2 separate regions of the Anser cygnoides genome follow, and region 2 is linked to region 1. A link is a contact called in public Hi-C data. All regions are on one chromosome and are shown on one strand. Each heading gives the region's core, a stretch centred on a gene start, on an enhancer-like site or on the middle of the called end of the contact. The rest is flanking DNA. Distances are from core to core; before and after follow the strand shown. Region 1 holds the start of PACS2 (phosphofurin acidic cluster sorting protein 2). Region 2 holds the start of TADA1 (transcriptional adaptor 1).

Evidence for each region. Hi-C and Micro-C count contacts between places; a contact is called where the count stands out from the background.
Region 2: a contact with region 1 is called in a Hi-C map of liver, with 1.9 times the contacts expected there. The contact joins the promoter of TADA1 here to the promoter of PACS2 in region 1. A contact is called at or near these places in 2 of 7 Hi-C or Micro-C datasets (both in liver).

Annotation. Positions count from the first base shown.
Region 1 is chr8:10,095,558-10,098,864 of Taihu_goose_T2T_genome, forward strand. PACS2 (phosphofurin acidic cluster sorting protein 2) reads right to left here and starts at 2,032. Exons shown (of 24, transcript XM_067001350.1): 1 at 1,856-2,032. The coding sequence starts at 1,983. It overlaps SEC22B (SEC22 homolog B, vesicle trafficking protein), which reads left to right and starts at 2,241. Exons shown (of 5, transcript XM_048080339.2): 1 at 2,241-2,406; 2 at 2,568-2,677. The coding sequence starts at 2,332.
Region 2 is chr8:10,280,069-10,283,436 of Taihu_goose_T2T_genome, forward strand. TADA1 (transcriptional adaptor 1) reads left to right here and starts at 2,030. Exons shown (of 8, transcript XM_067001402.1): 1 at 2,030-2,165; 2 at 2,237-2,328; 3 at 2,802-2,867. The coding sequence starts at 2,092. It overlaps PRDX6 (peroxiredoxin 6), which reads right to left and starts at 1,959. Exons shown (of 5, transcript XM_067001406.1): 1 at 1,778-1,959; 2 at 1,483-1,639. The coding sequence starts at 1,869.

The DNA of each region.
Region 1 (3,307 bases), core at 782-3,281:
CCGGAGCTCGAAGACCTTTATCGCAGCGATTTTTTGTAAAGCCTGTAATGAAATGCAACGCGTGGACCTAACGCGGCATCACAAGACCCAACGATAAATAGCAGAATTTCGCGCCCAGGCCTCGCACCCAGCTGCTGCCACAGCACTTGCGCTTTGCCCAGGACACGCAGCGCAGCAGGCGCCGCACCGCGCGGTCAGACCGACCCCTCTGCAGGAGCTGCAGCCTCGGCTGCTTCTGCCTTCGTTTCAGGGCAAGGAACCCTCTCGGCCTCCCAGCCAGAGTCGCAGCCCCGCCGCGCATCGCGTCCCTGACGCAGCGCCCGCACGCCTGCCCAGCCCACGTGGAGGGACAGGCAACGGCAAAAACGGGGCCAAAACTGGAGGGACCCGCTGCCACACGGAAACTCACGCAGCAGCTTGCTGCAGAGGCTCCAGAATTTTCCCCCCAGCACCCCCCGGACCCCGGGCACTGCCTGTAATCCGCTGCCCACCCGGCCCCGGAGCCCCCCGAGGGTGCAGCCCCCGTGCCCCTCCGTGCAGGGCCGGTGTCCTTACGCTGCGTTTTGTGGTCATCCCCAGAGCTGCAAACACGCACGCTAGGTCGGGAGCTAGTTTTCATATCTGCAAGTATCAGCATAAATGGTAATGCAGGACTGAAAGTCCTTGACAGTGACGGACGCTCGCCGGTGGGCTTTTATTTTATTTCAGCGACCGCAGTTACGAGGCCGGGGGAGACGGAAACCCCGCTACCTTCCTGTACCGTGGGCGAGAAGGGTTTCAAAGCGGCATTACGACAGGGGTTCTGTGTCCTCTGCACACCACCGGGGTCGACAGAAATTCGCGCTGGAGCCTGGCACGAGAACCAGAAGCTCCCCACCTGCTCCCACCTCCTTCTACAGGGGCACTCGGGGGGCGCGCGTCCCCTCGGTGCCGGCCCCCTCCGAGACCTCCCTGTGCAGGGAAGGGAGGCTGAGCGGGGAAAGTTGCTGCCCGACGGACACTGCGAGGTGCCGGCGGCGCAGAGGGGATGGTACAGCTCCGGAAACGCGGGGTTTGGGTTATAAACCGGGATCGCCTGGAAACGCTCGGTTATAAACCGGGATCGCCTGCAAGCGCAGGGCTGGGTTATAAGGCACGACCACCTGCAAGCGCAGGATTTGGGTTACAAAGGGGATCGCCTGCAACTGCGGGACTCGGTTATAGAGCCAAGCCATCTGCAAGCGCAGGATCCAGGTTATAAATGGGATCGCCTCCAAGCGCAGGGCTTGGTTACGGCCCCAAACCGCCTCCAACCGCGGGACGCGGTTACGGACCGGGATCACCTGCAGCCGCGGGACTCGGTTATAAACCCAAACCGCCTGCAACCGCAGGGCTGGGTCACGAGGCACGGCCAGCCCCCGACGCAGGATTTGGGGTTTTCCCCCCCAAAACGCCCCCCCCCCAGCCGGGGCTCAGGGCACAGCCACCGGGACCGGCCGAGCAGCGCGGAACATAGCGGGACCGGGGCGGCCGGAGGGCTCGCCGAGCCGTGCTCCCGGCGGCTCCGGTGCCTCGCCGCTCACTTATCGGGTAACCGCGATAAAAAAAAAAAAAAAAAAAAAAAAAGAAATAAAAAGGGAGCGCCGGGAACTGGCCGGTACCGGCGCTCGGAGGGCGAGGCGGGTGCCCACCGGTAACGGGGACGGGGAGGGGAAGGGGGGAGGGGGCCGGTCCCGGTGCCCCCAAAGCGGGGCGGAGATGGGGGCACCGCCGCGCCGACCGGGAGCCCACAGCCGGGGCGCGGGGGGCTCGAACCGCGGGGAAGCGGGGCCGGGAGGGCGGTACCGGCGGGCTGGGCGTCCGCCGCCGCCGTTACCTGGGGACGCAGCTGGGGCTGGAGCCGTCGATCTCCCAGGTGGCGAAGAGGTTCATGGGCACGGGGCGCCCCAGGGCCCCCGCGCCCCCCGGGAAGCTGAGGCGGCCCCGCTCCGCCGCCGCCGCCATGGCCGCCGGCCCCCCGCGCACACCGGCACCGCGCCGCCCGCCCCGCCCCGCCCCGCCCGCCGTCACGTGGGAGGGGCGGGGCCTCGCGGCGGTAGGCGGGGCCTCGCTGCTGGTGGGCGTGGTTAGGGCGGTGGGGTGGGGGCGTGGCCTCGCTGTTCCTGAAGCCACGCCCACCTCGCGGAGGCCACGCCCGCCGCCGCCGCAGCACCGGGGCGGTTTCCGGAAGTGGCGGCGGCTGCGCAGGGACCGGAAGTCGGCTCTATCCCTAGAGCGGAAGTCGGTGCGGCGGCTTCCGGCCAGCTCAGTGTCGGCGGCGGAGGCGGCGGCGGCGGCGGGGGGGCTGCGAGGATGGTGCTGCTCACCATGATCGCCCGCGTGGCGGACGGGCTGCCGCTGGCCGCCTCCATGCAGGAGGACGAGCAGGTGGGGCTCAGCCGCGGGGGCGGGGCCCGGAGCCTCCCCTCAGGCCTCGGCGGGGTCCCGGGGCCGGGCGGGCGGCGCTGCCCGCGGAGGGGTGGGGGGCGGGCCCGGCAGGCGCCCCCCGGCCGCGGCCCTCAGCCTGTGCTCCCTCCCTCCCTCCGCAGTCCGGCCGCGACCTGCAGCAGTACCAGAGCCAGGCGAAGCAGCTGTTCCGCAGGCTGAACGAGCAGTCCCCCACCAGGTGCACGCTCGAGGCGGGAGCCATGGCCTTCCAGTGAGTACCGGGGAGGGCGGGGGGCGGCTGGCAGCCCTGCCGGCCCAGTGGTGGGTGCGCCAAGGGACCCTGCCCGCTGTTGCGTCGCGGTGCATGGTTTTCAGCCCGTTTCTTTGCTCTGCGTTCGCTGAACACAGCGTAGGTTCTCTTCCCTTTAAGCTTTCTCTGTTTGCATACACCCTGTCTGCTGTCATTGGGTTCTCTCTACCTTCCACCCTCCCTACCTTCGTTGTTTTCTCTCTACCTTCTGCGTCTTTTCTTCTTAAAAAGATGCTCCACGCCTTCCCCTTCTCTTCTCTCTCTATAAATCTTTGGTAAAAGCAGCTTGGCAGTCCTACTGTGAACCCCTTCTGCACAGGACTCTCCTCTCCATAAGAGCGTACCTCATAATGCATCCGCTTCCTGGGTCCAGGCACACGGGGCATCTCTGATTAATTTCATCGCTATATTTGCCAAACGTGTTTTTCACACCTGGTAGATTTGTCAAATGTGTTGCATTTAATTAATCTACTTAACTATTTGAAAACTTTCAGCTTAAATGCTCTTTTGGCTTTCTGCAGCAGCATGTTACTAAGGTAACTTGAATATAAAATAAGGAAAGCCTACGGAGAATGTGGGTCAGGTGCTCTT
Region 2 (3,368 bases), core at 780-3,279, 180 kb after region 1:
CCTCCTGTTCCCACACAGAAGGGACCCAGTTGCTCGGCACTGAACAAAACCTGCCCCGCCTTCAGGCAGCTTTGCTCCCCCTCTGCACCTTTTCCTGTTCTCCCGTAGTCTGTGAGATGGGCAATTCCAAAGGCAGGCTGCACGAAAGACTCCAGTCTGCTCTGGATTTGACCTCACTGATTTGATCTTTTGCTCTGGAGGACATTCACAGGTTTTCACAGGTGCTGAGGAGACATTTCCACACCACCGTCTCTGAGGCCTCTCCCAGCCTGGCAGAAAGCTCCCCGCAGCTTGGACTGCTGCCCTCCGACTTTCTCTGTGGTTTTCTGGCTGTTTTTCCAAACGTGCTATTCTGCTTCCCACCGGCGCCCTGAAGCTGCTCTGCAACTTTTCCTGGTTTTACCTGAGGTTGTGCTGAATCATTCTGGACCATCAGCAAAAGCAGCTCGTTGTTCACCTCCTGCAGGTTATCTGACTATGCTGAGCACCACACATCCCTGCAGACCCTCTAGGAAGCTCGCTGCTTCCCTCCCTTGACACGGTCCAGTGCTTCCTCCCATCTCCCTGCAGAAGTGAGCCTTCCCTTTCACAGCTGATTTCATTTGAAAGTTTCCTGGAAATTCAGGGGCTTTGTGGTAGTTAGCAATTCCCCTACAGTTCTTCAAAGGGCTCTAACACACCAGGACACAAGGCTGCCTTACGAACCACAACCCAAGCTTTCTGTTGTGTTTAATGCGATCTGACCGGTGGTTTCAGCCAGTTTGACCAGCGCAGAGATCCCAGCTGGGGCTGTGAGATTTGTATGCTGTTTGTCCCCAGGCCCTTCTGAGGCTCGGTGGGACACGGGCCGTGCACCACCCAGGTACAGAGGTCAGTTTAAGCAATAACGCAATTAGGCAACTTCTGAAGCCGCTCAGTCATTAAATAATGCCGGACTGTGCAAATTCTCACCTTTATCGTTCCTTATTTGCATGCATGTCTCACTCCCGGAAAACCTGTGAGCACGTTCCCAGTTCCAGAGTAAAGAGAGGCAGGTACCTCACCCGGGGCTTGCTGTGCCCTGGCCGTATCTTTCCCAAAGCTCGTTTTACACCCCTCTCACCTGGAGCCGCGCTGCCTGGCCCCACAACGCTGCGATTGAGGTTTTTCATCGGTAGCTTTCCCGCTCCTTCAGCGAGCTCTTTATTTCTGCGCCATGTTTCTTATGGTTCCTAGGGATGGTTTTTAGGTCTTACGCGCTCTTACTTGCCGATTTATGTTTAACGCGCCCTTTTGTCCCCTGTTCTCTTCCCCCTGCCTGGACGCGAGCTGCACCCTTTGAAGACCGATGCTCGCCTCGGACGCCTCCTGTCCTGTTCCACCGCACAAGCGCCGCGGGTCCCCGTACAAGCCGCCCTCCCTGAGCTTTGGGCACCCCCGCGTTACCGACGGCGGCTCCGGGGCCCCGCGAGGGCTCTCGGTCGGCCCGGGGGCACGGCGTACCTTGCTCCAGGCGAGGTGGTCGGGCACGCTGTCGATGGAGAGCGCGATCATCTTCACGTTGCGCTTGCTGAACTCGGGGGCCAGCCGGGCCGCCCGGCCCAGCTCCGTGGTGCAGACGGGCGTGAAGTCCCGCGGGTGGGAGAAGAGGATGCCCCACCTGCCGGCACAGCGCGGGGCCGTGAGGGGCGCACCGGGGCGCCCGAATGCGCTCGGGCAGGGCCCCGCCGCCGGGGTCCGGCCCCCCGCCCCCCGCCCCGCGCCCCCCCGGCCCCCCCCGTCCCGTCCCGGCGCTCACGAGTCTCCCAGGAAGTCGTGGAAGCGGATGCGGCCCTGCGTCGTGTCCGCCTCGAAGTCGGGCGCCTCGTCGCCCAGCAGCAGCCCCGGCATGGCGGCGGCTCCGGCCCCCCCGGCCCGGCCCTGCCCGAAGCGCTTCGGCCGCGATCGGCTCCGCGGGGCGGGGCCTCTCCGCGGGGGGCGGGGCCCGCGCGCAGGGGGCGGGGCCTCGCCCCCGCTCCTCACGCACCGGGCCGGGGCGGGGCGGGCGGCGGCGGCGCTTTGCGGCACCTCGCGGCCTTTCGCGACGGCGGCGGGGCCCTGAGGCGAGCGGCGATGGCGACGTTCGTGAGCGAGCTGGAGGCGGCCAAGAAGAGCCTGAGCGAGGCGCTGGGCGAGAACGTGAAGCAGTGAGTGCGGCGCCGGGCCCCCCCAGCCCCCCCTGTCCGCCCCTTAACCCCCCGTCGCGCTGTGCCCGCAGGTACTGGGCCAACCTGAAGCTGTGGTTCAAGCAGAAGATCAGCAAGGAGGAGTTCGACCTGGAGGCCCGGCGGCTGCTCACGCAGGACAACGGTGAGGGAAGGCGCCCTCGTCACCCCCGTCACTCGGCCTTCCAGTAACAATTTCACCCCCTCCCGGCCCTGGCGCGCTCGTTTCTCCTTTTTTTTTTTATATATTTGTGAAGTGAAACCAGAAGCCCCGCTGCCAGACGCCCCCACGGGAGGGAGGGCGGCCGCCCGTCCTCCCCCCGGCTGAGCGCTGCCAGCTGCGCACGGCGCCTGCCTTCGTGCTCTGCGTGCGGTGCCCTGCGGGGCGCCCCGGCGTGTTCCCGCGCCACGCAGCGCTCCGGCCGCTGGGGCGGTGGCAGCAGCTTCTGGGGCAGCGCGGGGGGAGCCCTCAAAAACCGTGAACTGGAAGTTGTGGCTTTGTAGCCGAGCGCGTGGGGAAGGCAAGGCTGTGAGGAGGCAGAGAGCTGCCCTGAAACTGCTTCAGGTGGGTGCCTTGGGCACAGATGCATTTCTAACGACCTGTCTGTCTTTACGCAGTCCACTCACACAACGATTTCCTCCTGGCTATTCTCACCCGATGCCAAATCTTGGTTTCTGCACCAGGTGAGTCCCGTGGAGGTTCGTTAGAGGTAATCGGACAGCCAAGTTTTGGCATGTGGGTTTGGTAGCTTTTGGGTTTTGGGCAAGGTGCTTCGGTTTTCTGAGCCTTAATATTTGTGTTTCTTTTGCCACAGAGGCACAAAGGTAGCCAGGTAGCGATCTGGATTTCAGTAGAGACACTTTTATTAAAAAACAAAACAACCTTAATGTGCTGGCTGATGGCCTGGCTTGCTGTTTGTGGTCAGGTGGTTTGATTTCTCGACCGGGTGTGTGTCAGGCCATGAGTGCTGCGCTGTCTTTGATCTGCTTTGCTTCCTGTGTCGTCTGAGCTCGGTGGTGCCTGCTCTGTTCCCCTCCCTCTTGGGGTCAGCATCTCAGGGAGCTGGATTTTCCTGGTCCTGAAATCAAGGACAGGTCTGATAGAAAAATGCTTACTGTGAATGCTTATAGCAGTGTCTTAATTGAGCTGTGGTCAATTAATGCAATCTCTGCAGCTGTGCTGTT